Regions from separate parts of the Zea mays genome. Here region 2 is linked to region 1. Evidence: chromatin contacts called from public Hi-C data. All regions are on one chromosome and are shown on one strand. Each heading gives the region's core, a stretch centred on a gene start, on an enhancer-like site or on the middle of the called end of the contact. The rest is flanking DNA. Distances are from core to core; before and after follow the strand shown.

What was found. A called contact is a pair of places that touch in the nucleus more often than the background predicts.
Region 2: a Hi-C map of leaf shows a contact between it and region 1, with 5 times the contacts expected there. The contact joins the promoter of LOC103640934 here to the enhancer-like site in region 1. A contact is called at or near these places in 2 of 25 Hi-C or Micro-C datasets (ear and leaf).

The regions. Positions count from the first base shown.
Region 1 is chr10:21,487,378-21,493,809 of Zm-B73-REFERENCE-NAM-5.0, reverse strand. No RefSeq gene overlaps it. Among protein-coding and RNA genes, the nearest start is that of LOC103640934, 170 kb to the left of the region's middle. Within about 2 kb of position 1,804, at least 9 of the 20 cell types and tissues checked have an H3K27ac peak or open chromatin away from gene starts, as enhancers often do. A contact at or near this core is called in leaf, where this site is marked.
Region 2 is chr10:21,658,237-21,664,147 of Zm-B73-REFERENCE-NAM-5.0, reverse strand. LOC103640934 reads right to left here and starts at 1,387. Exons shown (of 7, transcript XM_008664381.3): 1 at 999-1,387.

The DNA of each region.
Region 1 (6,432 bases), core at 555-3,054:
CCATTGACTAGTGGGACTGGACAACCACAGACCATAGGGACCTCAACACCGGAGTCTCTATAGTGACCCATACACCAGAAGAGACGGGGCCATACGCCGTACCAGGCATGCACCTATGCATGATGAAAGGTGACGGTAAGGGGATGACAGAAGATGAAGCTATACTGAAGACATCCCTAAACCACGCCTCGAACTGACTTGGCAGGACCCATCAAGCACCGCTACGTCTATATAGGAATAGCTACACGAACCCATCGACGAATGGACAGGATGCGACACCATACCGGGGGTACAATAGCGCGCGACCTGGCAGACGACACCATAAGGGCTACGAGGCCTAGAAGCAGAAGGCCGAACTCCACCCCATTAGAATACATGTTCTCATTCTAACGTGTACCCTTAAGCTATAAAAGGGAAAGACAACCCCCATCCAAGACATCCCAGAGCTTCACAAAAGCACCCAACTGTAACATGCCTCAAACAATACTACTGCCAGCACTACATTGGATTAGGGCTCCGGCCCGGACCACTATAACCCATCGTCTCAGATCCACCTTCAAGGCCCCCGTAGCTCACCATTCGAAGTGAGTCCGCGCTAGCACCCTGCCGAACATAAATCTTATTGTCCTCCGGTTTTAGAAACCACGACACATATTTCTTTATAAATGAAGGTACATACAAGGGTATGTTTGGATCACAGGAGCTAAAGAAAAAGTAACTAAATTTTAGTCATTGAGAATCTAAAAATCTAAACAGGAAGTGCTAGAAGTAACTAAATTGATTTTTTTTACCATTTTAGTCACTCTGAGCTAGAGAATAATAAAGTGGAGCTCTGTCAAATGTGCCATAAACTTTAGCCACTTTTGTTTTAGCTCGTGGGATCCAAACATGCCCAAAATAGTTATGCGAAGCCATATTTCTTATAATTAGCACAATAGACATGAGCACGTGCACAAATTAGACATTGTTCGAATTAAGACTGTATGAACCTAACATCACAGTAGGCCATTATTCATAAATAAATGGTGAAGTTGCAGGCTAACCACAGTCCACAGTTTCCACACAAAAAAAACATATATCATACATATATCTAATTAAGTCGGTGTTTTCCTGGGAAAAGAAAAATGTCAGAGTACGACGAGCACAAAACAAGTCCACAACAAACATCGTATCATTGGAACAAGGTGGTGACGATGTTCTGTCAGTTGAGGTCGTTGAAATGTTGTTTTTTATGGCATGGGCGCATGGCATACCAAGTCTACAAGCTAGTGACCGTGGAGTGAACAGACATGTTTGTTTATAGATGAGATGATTGCGAGACATATTAGCTATGCTTTGTTATTAAGTACTACTCCTCTTAATGAGTTATCATTTTTTTGTTTGTTTTATTACTTAAGGTAGTTTATGTTTGACTTAAAATTTTATATTTTTAAATAAATATTTTGAATAATGCGAGTGGTCAAAGTTTTCTAAAAAAAATCAACGATGTCATATATTTGTTGAACTAAGAAGACAGTAGCTCATAGAAGCCGCAGCCGGTGTGGAACTTCCATACTGCAAAACAAATCAGCGAAGGATTGCTACTAAACAATTTTGTATTTTAGTGCAATTCAAATAGAAATAAAATTGGCCGCACCGAACGGCTAAACGCTCAACGTAGCTACCAACTCCCTGTGCTGACAGCAGCCAATCCCATGGGTCCCGCTTGTCATGTGCAGAGCAAAGTAGTTGTAGTTGCAGCAGCAGCATAATATTAATCCATACTGCTGATCCATGCTGTCTAAATGCGACAGCAATATATATATGCGGCTGTCGTACGTAGCCTGGGTTGCCCTCCTCTTTTTCCTCCGACAGAGATGCTACGCCAACAGCTCCACTCCGTCCGTGTCATTAATACAGATATTTCTTTCATAGCTGTACTTGTAATCGACAGTTGAAGGGAAACAATGAGACATAAATCCAATAATATGGTACTGAAAAAATTTATAAAAAAAAACATCAGGAAATGGTAGGAATTTGTCAACTGGCAATCATGCAATCCTACTTCCAGCACAGCTCAAGTTGACGTCGGCATCTCAGTCACATGTCCTCTAACAGAACCGCGCTTACCAGAATCATAGAATCAACCTGATCAAATAAGACGATGAAGCTATAAAATTCGTACCACAAATCCATGATTTCAACAAACGCTCGATCGTTCGCGAAAAATTTCGCAGAAGCCAATGATCAGCTGTTTCGGGGGGGAAATAAAGAAGAAAAGCTCAACGGTGTATCAGCTAAGCTATAATAATGAGGATAACCTTACAGTAGTTGATCCATCGCAATCGCAGGTACCATTGCGAAAGCTGCAAGTTAGAAACATGGAGCCCTGCACTGTACGCCTTAACCGAACCGCATGAGTAAGACGCCTCAATTCTTTTTAAAAGAGATAAACCCAGCAACAGCCGACTAATAAATTATGTATTAATATAATCACAAAACAGATAAACACTGTTAAGAATATGCTGCCGAAAGCAATGGGAAAATGAATCTCCCGTTGGTAACATTAGACCTTCTCCAACACGTCCCCTCCAGCTGCTCCCCCCATTCGTTTTCGGTCTTGCTGGGTTGCACAAAATTCTATACGATTAAAATGATTAAATCTCTTTCTATTTAATTTTGATTAACAGAGGATCTAATATCCTCCTATTTCCTTCGATCTACTTCTAACCTAACAACAAAGGCCTTTAGCGTGTATGACAGCTCTTTTTTTTAGACGCGCAGGAGAACTGCGCCCCATTATATATTAAGCAGAAGAAAATAGATAAAAATAGAAAAAAAAACTATGGTTTACCGACAAAACCTCCTTACGCAGGCCAGAAACAGGCATACAAATATAGATCCATAAGGGATCAAAAAACATACTACTCAAACTTCCTAAGTCTCTGGTGCAGCCAAATGAACAAGGCCTTTTGCACCAGCTATTTCCCATTTTCTTCTTTCCTCATCCGCAGCTCTGAGACTTAAGGACAAACTTGGATTGCATCCATCAAAAATGCAGTTATTTCGGTGATTTCATAAAGTCCAAGCTCCCAAAATGATGAGAGAGTTAAGGCCCTTTTTGTGAGTCCAATAGCTGCTCCCCCCCCCCACTTCCCACCATCTCAGGAAGGAGTTTGCAGTTGGCTGTGGTGCAAGTGAATGAAGACCAAATTTTCTAAGTAAAAGGTACCAGAGTTCTCGTGAGAAGGAACATTGTACAAGGAGGTGGTCTATAGTTTCTTCCTCTTGATCACATAAAAGACACTTATCTGGATGATTTAGGCCTCGCTTTGCCAATCTATCAGCTGCCCAACACCTCTTATGAGCAACCAACCAAAGGAAGAAGCGACATTTGGGCAATGCCCAAGACTTCCAGATTCTTTTATAGTGTCCAAATGACACAGATCCTAGGAACAGACCTTCATATGCTGATTTGGCTGAGTATACACCATTCGAGGCAATACTGAAGATATGCATGTCTTCAACCTCCGGCTGCAGCTCGATGCCAGAAATCAATTCCCAAAGCTGAATGTAATCTGTCAAAACCCCCACTGACAAGGCTCCTCTGATGTCAGAAATCCATTTGGCACTAACAATTGCTTCCTGGACTGTCCTACAATTAATTAGCCGCTTCGGAATTGCGCCGATCAGCCTTGGAAACAGATCTGCAATTCTTTTTCCATTCAGCCATTTATCCTTCCAGAATTTGGTATTGATTCCGTTCCCCACTTCAGTGGTCACTACTTCAGAAAAGAAGGCTCTAGCCTTTTTTGGGACTTGTATTTGAAGCCCAGACCAGGGGCGAGAGTGATCAGTCTTTTGTAACCAAAGCCATCTTAGTCAAAGTGCCCAACATAATTCTGGAAAACTAGAAATACCAAGCCCACCAAGCTTTAGGGGGCGGCAAACTTTTCCCCAGGCAACAAGACAATGACCACCTTTAGCTTCTTTGCGGCCTCTCCATAGAAAACCTCTTCTAATTTTATCAATAGCATCCAAACCCCACTGTGGGATATCTACTGCCATTGCTAAATATACTATCATGCTAGTAAGAACATGCTGAACTTGCACTCTTCTTCCAGCCCGTGTCATTAAGTCCGCCTTCCAATTAGGAAGCTGATCAGCTATTTTATCCACAAAAGGTTGGAACTGCTGCCTTGTTAGCTTGTGTAAGGATAAGGGGAGCCCCAAATACCGACAAGGAAAGGTTGATATTTCACATGGCAGCAAGGATTGGACTTCGAGCAGAACCTCCTCAGAGCATCTAATCGGATACACATTTGACTTTTGCACATTATTGTGTAGCCTAGAGGCGTCTCCAAACAAATGAAGAATGCTAAGAGTAAGGTCTATATCTGTCGGTGTTGGGCATAAGAAAAGGACCACATCATCAGCATACATGGAGACTCTATGGAGCTTTTTTGAACTAGAAAGCTGCTGAAGCAAGCCATCATTTTCTGCCTTTGAGAACATGTAGACAAGGACATCCATAACTAAAATAAATAGCATGGGAGAGAGAGGGTCTCCCTGTCGAAGTCCCCTGCGGTGCTTAATATGACGACCTGGAAATCCATTTAAAATAATCTGAGTAGAGGAGGTGGTCAGAAGACCACATATCATATCCGTCCAAATCTGCCCGAAACCTAACTTCTTCATCACCTCGATCAGGAAAGGCCAAGAGACAGAATCAAAAGCTTTTGTAATATCTAATTTCAACAGCAAGCTGGCCTTTTTTGTTGATGCAGCTGTCTGGAAGTTTGTTGAACCAGCATGAAATTGTCTTGAATGAACCTCCCTTTTATAAATGCGCTCTGATTCGGTGACACCATCTCATTGAGCTTGCTGGCCAATTGTTGACACCTTTTCGGAGGCGCCAATCACTCAAAAGAACCAGCGGCGGTGCTCTCTGGTCAGGCGCGGACGGTCCGCGGCTTGGGGCCGGACGGTCCGCGACCTGGCGCGAGGCGGCGGTACTCTCTGGTCAGACGCGGACGGTCCGCGACACAGGGCCGGACGGTCCGCGACCTGGTGCAGGAGCTCGGGTTCCCTGCCTGACGGCTGGACGGTCCGCGCTCTAGGGCCGGACGGTCCGCGCGTGCGTAGGGGCGGCGGAAGATCGCCGGCGGCGCCTGGATCTCGCTCCCGGGAGGGACCCCGTCGGGGAGGAGAGATCCTAGGAGTTGTCTAGGCTCGGGCCGGCCGACCTAGACTCCTCTAATCGACGTAGAGTCGAGGAGAGGCAGAGAATTTGGGGATTGGAATACTAAACTAGGGCTAAACTAGAACTAGACTAGAACTACTCCTAATTGTGCTGAAAATAAATGCGAGATAGAAGTTGTATTGGTTCGATTGTTGGGGCTTTAATCGGCCGTAGCCCTTCATCTATATAAAGGGGGAGGTCTGGATCCGTTTCCAACTGTTTCCCGAGTTAATCCCGCGGTTTTAGGTAACAAATCCCGCGAGAAACTAGGAACCCTAACTGACTCTGTGCGCGCGCGGACCGTCCGCGCCACCACCGCGGACAGTCCGGACCGCGGACCGTCCGGCCTCAGGGCCGGACCGTCCGCCAGGCTCTTTTTAGCCTCCAACATATGCCCCCCTGCCTTTTGGTGCAGTTTGATGAACCAAAAGCATATGAACTAAACCTGATGTAAGTCATCGGCTTTTCAAAATAGAGATCATTCAATAAAGCACCAATGTATAAAGGTCGTTTTGGATTGTATCTTTCTCGGCCATGACCATTTGATCAATGGATCAAAATGAATAGAATGGAGGTGCCCCCCAGCCTGGATAGACAAAGGGACTATACATGTACCATAGATTCATCGTCATGCCATTCCATGTTTGAACAGGATAATATACCGACGATGAGTAAATAGGTGGAAAGTACCCTGGTCTCATAGAATGAATAGGCGATGCTTGTTGTGTCGCCTTTCGGGTCGTTTTGTTTGACCGTTTTGTTTTAGCAGGTGACCGGGGTTTCTTTGTTGACCGATCACGTGGAACAGTCTTTTTGCTAGTATTTTTGGAGAGCAACTGATCAAAAGTAGGATCGGCTTTGATCAGCCGATTATATGTGCTTTGACCTTGCGTCTTTTTCCTTGCTTTGTGTAGAGGTTGACGCCTTTGGTCATAGGTGGACTGTCCGGCTGAGTTAGCCGGACCGTTTGTCTGAGCACCGGATTGTCCACACGTAGGTGTCGGACCATCTACGATGCTGGGGCTAGGCTGATGTGTTTGGTTTATTAACTGTGCCTGCCCCCCGGCGTCTTCGGACCTTTTAGCCTTCACGTCCGAAGCCTTTCGAGCAATCTCCTTTTGTGATATATCTGACATGCGAGGATTGCTGATGACGATGCCCTTGCCTTTGCCTTTATCGGCCATTTCGGGCCGAACCAAGACCTTTTTGCA
Region 2 (5,911 bases), core at 138-2,637, 170 kb before region 1:
TTGGGGTTTTCTCGACTAGCGTGAAAAGTTCTTCTTAATATATAATACCTAGGGGTTGTCTTACCCCACAAGTCGATTTTTTTTGCATTGAAAATTATAAAACAGAATAAACCAAAGGGGAAAAAAAGGCCACGAAAAGGCACACAAAGTTGAAGCTACCATTATTTCTACCACTTGAAGTACGAAAACTGCCAAAACCACCACATATGGGCGAAAATATGTACCAATTAGCAGAATTTGCTAACGCAATGAGGTATTCCTGGCATCTTAGTGCATCAAATGTAATATCGATAAAAAAAAAGTCAATAGTAAGTCTTCAAAAGAGTCAGCAACAATTGATTAGACAAGTTCCCCAAAGTCGCTTATGGACAACAAAAGTGTCTCCAGAAAACCTAAAACTTCATATTCAATTGAACTATTAAACACGCTCCACTCGTCCCGTGTTAGAGCTAAATCACCAAGCAATTTGGAGGGAATAACATTTCGTACAAGCCAGCATGATAACAAATCGAAATTAGACCTAGCAGAAAATCAAACAGCACAAATTGAGCTCAAACTCAACCTTGCAACATATCCATTTGCAACCTTGCAGCATATATCCCTCCAACGGGTCGTGACGCATGTATTTCTAGTCCAAAACCGAATCTAGACACCAGAGCAACACAACACGAGTTCAATTCTACTAGTATCCCAGCAAGCAACGTGCTCCCAGAACCATAAACTAGAAAATCATGTGCCCAAAAATGATTCGAAAACTGAGAGTCTGAGAGCAACGAATTGGACCCAGAAGCTAGCAGTTTATGAACAACCAACCCCCGAAAGCCATCCAGGATGGCGCTAATTTGGCGAAGACCCAAATCCCATGCCCCACATTTCTCCTCCCAGGCCACCCAAACAAAATTAAGAACAAATCATTCACCTCATTAAAAATGAAAAACAGGAAGGAGCTCGGCAAGACGCATTTCCACCTCATTTAAAATGAAAAACATGCTACCCACCCGCATTCCACCGCCGCCTTCGATTACCGGCGCCCTCCGTCCGCCGGCAGTCCGCTCCACCAGCCGCTCCGGCCCCCGCGCCCCACGATATCCAGCCGCGGGCACGAGCCCCGAGGCAGATCCAGCTTCCGACCCGAGCGCGGTGGGGGTCCCAGTCGTCTCGCGGAGCGCTTCTCTCCTCCGCTCCCGAACTCGCGCTCGCCTCGGCCTTAAGGGCTCGATGCGTCGCGAGCGCCTGAAGAGTTGCCGCGGGTAGAAGCAAAGGAGCTCGCTAGCTTCGGTTGCCTTGCAGCCTGCGCTCGTCGTGCGTGCGCTTCGCTGGAGGAGCAGAGAGGGAGGCGGTGGACTGGGGGAGAAGTGGCTTTTGTTTTTCTATTTTCGTTGGCGTTATTTCCTTTTTGGTTTATTTGGAGTTAAAAAGGGAAAAGATGATTAGTTGAGGATTAGGGGTAAGGTGGCATGGTGTAGACGTGTAGTGTGGACAGGCGTTTAAATTACGGCTTTGTCCCTGGAAGGGATTAAGAAATAGGAGTACTATGTGGCTGGGTTCCCTTGATCCCTTCCTTGCTGTTTGGCTGGACGGCCAGCAAATTTAGCATAGCCAATTATTAATTAATTCATATAGAGAAATACTCCCTCCAATTTTATTTACGTATCACATTAGCTTTGTTTTATTCTAGGGGCATTCTATTTTTTTGCCACTTTACTGTAACAGTCATTTAATATGTGTCACTGACATAGCAAATTATTTGCCACAAATCTCCAAATAATGTAATTTTTCTTTTATTCTAAGTTAAACATGGCTATCTATTTCAAAAAAATACGTATAATTTCAAATATAAGAATTACAGATTATAAAAATATTCCTCGTAGTGAATATAACAATAAATACTATATCATACATTTATATTTTATGAAAAAGTATGCTAAAAATTTTAATTTAGCACAAGAATAATACGACACGTAAATAAAAATAGAGAAATACATTTAGGTTTTGTTTTTTACAAGATTAGTTTTTTAAAAGGAAAATCAATCATATTTTTACACTGTACATTTGGGTCGGGTACTCGGGTCTGATGGACTGGTCCAAAACACGAAAAAAGCACTGCACAATTTAGAATAATTTTGGGGCGAGGCGATTCGAAAATTATGCATCGGGCTCTGTTTGAACCGAGATCGTGGCCTACAGGCGAGCACGAGCACAATCATTTACATAGGCACGAAGTAGCCCATTTACTGGCACGAAAAGGCCTATATTCATTTGGCCATATGCTATTAATCATGGAAATCATCTGCTCCAATTTAGCTAGCCATATGCTAATTTATGGAGATGAGGTGTCAACCACTCATTGGTTTCTTTGTTCTTTAATTATTTTTGAATTATGAAGCTTGAAATGTTAATGTCTACTAAACGATACGTGTGTTTTGAATTTCGGGTTTTGATGTGAATTTCGGACTTTGATATGAATTTTGTACTCTACATGAATTTTAGGCCAGAATTTGAATTTTAGACTTTTTATAATTTTGGACCACCCAAAATAAATTTGGTCCATTTACTAATAATGTGTCGTACCGTAGACCGAGGGCTAAGTACGTAGGCTGGTCCGACACGGCCGGTAATCGTAATAGTTGGCACGGTAGCTCAACGAGACAAGTTTAAAAAGGTTTTTTTGTTATAGAGTCGAGCGACCCTAATACTTTCTCTATGCACAAAACAAGAATGTAATGTAGAAGTTGTGTTAGTCGAGATAGTTTAAATTTAACTAAAATTATAATTAATCTATGAATGTATAATTAACCAAAACAACAATGTAAGTAGCATTTGTATATTTAGTAAAGTTTATTACAAAAATATATTTAAAACATATTTGATAGTACTTATTTTGTATCATGAATATTTAGCACTTTTGTAACTTTAGTAAAAAAATAAATCGTTTGATTTCTCAAAAGAGGAGGATTGCGTTTTTAACCAAGAGAGTATAAGGTTATCTCTAGCAGATCGTACATATTGTTGGTAAAACATTGTTTTGAACTGTAGACTATGTTCATACAATGAAGTTTTAAATAGAAAATAGGATGAGAAATAGAATGTGCAAGGTGTTGGAGACATCCTAAAGAGCCAAATCAAGCTTATTGAGTTGGTCTAAGTTGGTATTTATGTCAACAAGTATGCATAAGAACCCCCTAATCTTTTCTAAGTGACATTTAAGACCATTAAGTCTTACTTTACATTCCTTATTTGAATTTGAATATAGAAAGTGTCGTACTATAAATGGGACATAAAATGCTTGTTTAAGGGAAATCATGTGCTCTTACAGAACGAACAAAACCTAAAAGTCAAAAGAAAGCCAGCAAAAACTAATTCCTATTTTGTTCTGCCTTGCATGAAGTGTTGTGTTCGGGTGTAGAAGTTTCATATATGAGTGCAGAAGTCCAGCAACTTAACTATATCATTGGAACGGAAGTGTGAGTATTTATACCCTCTCCTTTCTCAACAATTGACTACACTTTTATAGACTCCACCAATCTGAAGGCAGGTTCTCTTTCCTCCATTGAAGGTCACACAACCTCTCCTTTGATTTCGTGGTGATTTCTCTTTTGTGGAGTTGTGTTTGGGAGTGAATTAGAGAGCCCTACAACAAGCACATCATCTTGAGAGCCTTGGTTCTCCATCTAGCTTGATCTATGTGTTCGTTGTCTTAGAGCTTGGGCTCCTAAACGACTAGAGGTTACTCAAGACCTCCCAACTGATTATAGTAGAGCATAGGAAAGTATGTATTGGTCCTTGTGAAGCTTAGTGGAAATCTCAAGTTCGGTCTTTATGTTTCGCTTTAGAAGGGGTGAGAACTGGAAGAAATTTCAAGACTTTATGGCTCCCTCAACGACGAGGATGTAGGCAAGTGTCAAAGATTGTTTATCCTCATTGTGTCTCGATATAGTGGGGCAATTCAAGCCAACAAAAGAAGGATTCACACATTTCTTTATGGCTATTGACAAACTTACTAAATGGATTGAGGAAAAACCTATGTCCAAGATAACAGCAACAAAGGCAGTCGAATTCATTAAAGAAATTTTAATTGATTCAACATTGCCAAATACAATCACATATAATGGGATTTAGTTTATGACTTGAAAATTATTTGAGTACTGTGATATCAAGAGCATCAATGTGAATTTTGTTTCTGTTGGACATCCTTAAAGTAATGGTTAGGTTGAATGAGCTAATGGACTCATCTTGAGAGGACTCAAACCACACATCTTTGATCGCCTAGAACCATATGCTAAAAGATGGGTGCAAGAATTACATGTTGTTTTATGGGGACTCTGTACTTCACCAAGTACTTATAAAGGCATCTAGGCCCCTGGATGGTTTTAGTGATTAATGACAACATAAGATTATATGTGACTAACGTGTGTTTTGCAGAGAAAATGGTAAGTTAGGTCGCATTACAGGAAGTTGCACTACAACGGTGAAAACAATCCATCAGATGAGAACTTGAAGCGAGGACTTAAAGAGGCGAATCAAAAGATGAAGGTCTTCATATTCTAAGTGTCGAAGGAGTTATGGACACTCGATATAGAGTTAGGTCTTCTATTTTTATTTTAGCCGTACTATAAATAGGGGGTTGTGGATGAGTAGTTTGACCAAGAGAAATCTAGTGTAGTGTTGGTGCATGTTCACACTCACAATTTAGAACGAAATCGGGTTAGAAAAATTTAAGAAAACTTGGACTTGTTGTCTTAGGGGCACCAGACTGTCCGGTGCGGCCCCTGACAGTGGGCCCAGGAATGCCCCGGGAGCAACCCTCTGCCCCTGAGAAACCTGAGAGCAAGTTGTTCACTGCTCGAATTTTAGCTAGGCACCGGACTGTCCGGTGCACACCGGACAATTACTGTTCACTGTCATGTGCATTGTTAAAGCAACGACTAGCTATCAAAACTAGTCGTTGATGCGTACCGAACTGTCCGGTGCGCCCATGCACAGTAGCCACGGTAACAACTAGTTTTGGTTGGTGGGGGTATTTATACCCTCTCTACCAGTCACATTTAGTGTCTTGTTGCCCATATACACTTGTATTCATTGCTAGTGCATTGCAAGCCCATAGTGAGGTGATTAGCAAAATCGTAATCCCATATTAGGACCTCATTAGTGCACATGAGAGCCACCTATAGCACACACCACATGCATTAGGCTTCTATTGGTCAAGTGAAAGTCTATAGCTTGTTACTCTTGGTGATCGGTATCACCAAGATGTCTTGGTGGCAATTGGAGTTCGGTGATCACCTCGAAGGACTTGTTGGTGACTCGACTCGGAGATTGTACGCGGTCGTGAGGGATCCACCGCACCGGAGAGGCAAAGAATCATCTCATAAAGAGCACTTGGTTCTTGCGAGTACCAAGGGGAGCGATCCCCATGCACGGGTGCTCCAACAAGGACTAGGGAAGAGTGCCAACTCTTCGATACCTTGGGAAACAATTGGAGGTGTATCCTTGCCCTTACTTTTGAGAGCACCTAGAGGGGGGTGAATAGGTGATCCTGTAAAATTCAACACTAATAGCCACAAAACTTAGTTATGAAAGTTAGAACAGCTAAGTAGCTTGAAACGAGCTCTTGTGAACACAGACAATCAAAGAGAAAGCACACAAGAGACACGAGATTTTTATCTCGTGGTTCGGCCAAGTAACACTTGCCTACTTCCACGTTGTGGCGTCCCAATGGACGAGGGTTGCACTCATCCCCTTTCAAGTGATCTGATGATCAACTTGAATACCACAGTTTTTCCTTTCTTAGTCTTTCTCCCGTTTGCGAGGAATCTCCACAACTTGGAGCCTCTCGCCCTTACAATGATGATCACAAAAGAAGCACATAAGTAAGGGAGGGGAGAGCAACACACACAAGATTCAAATCCAC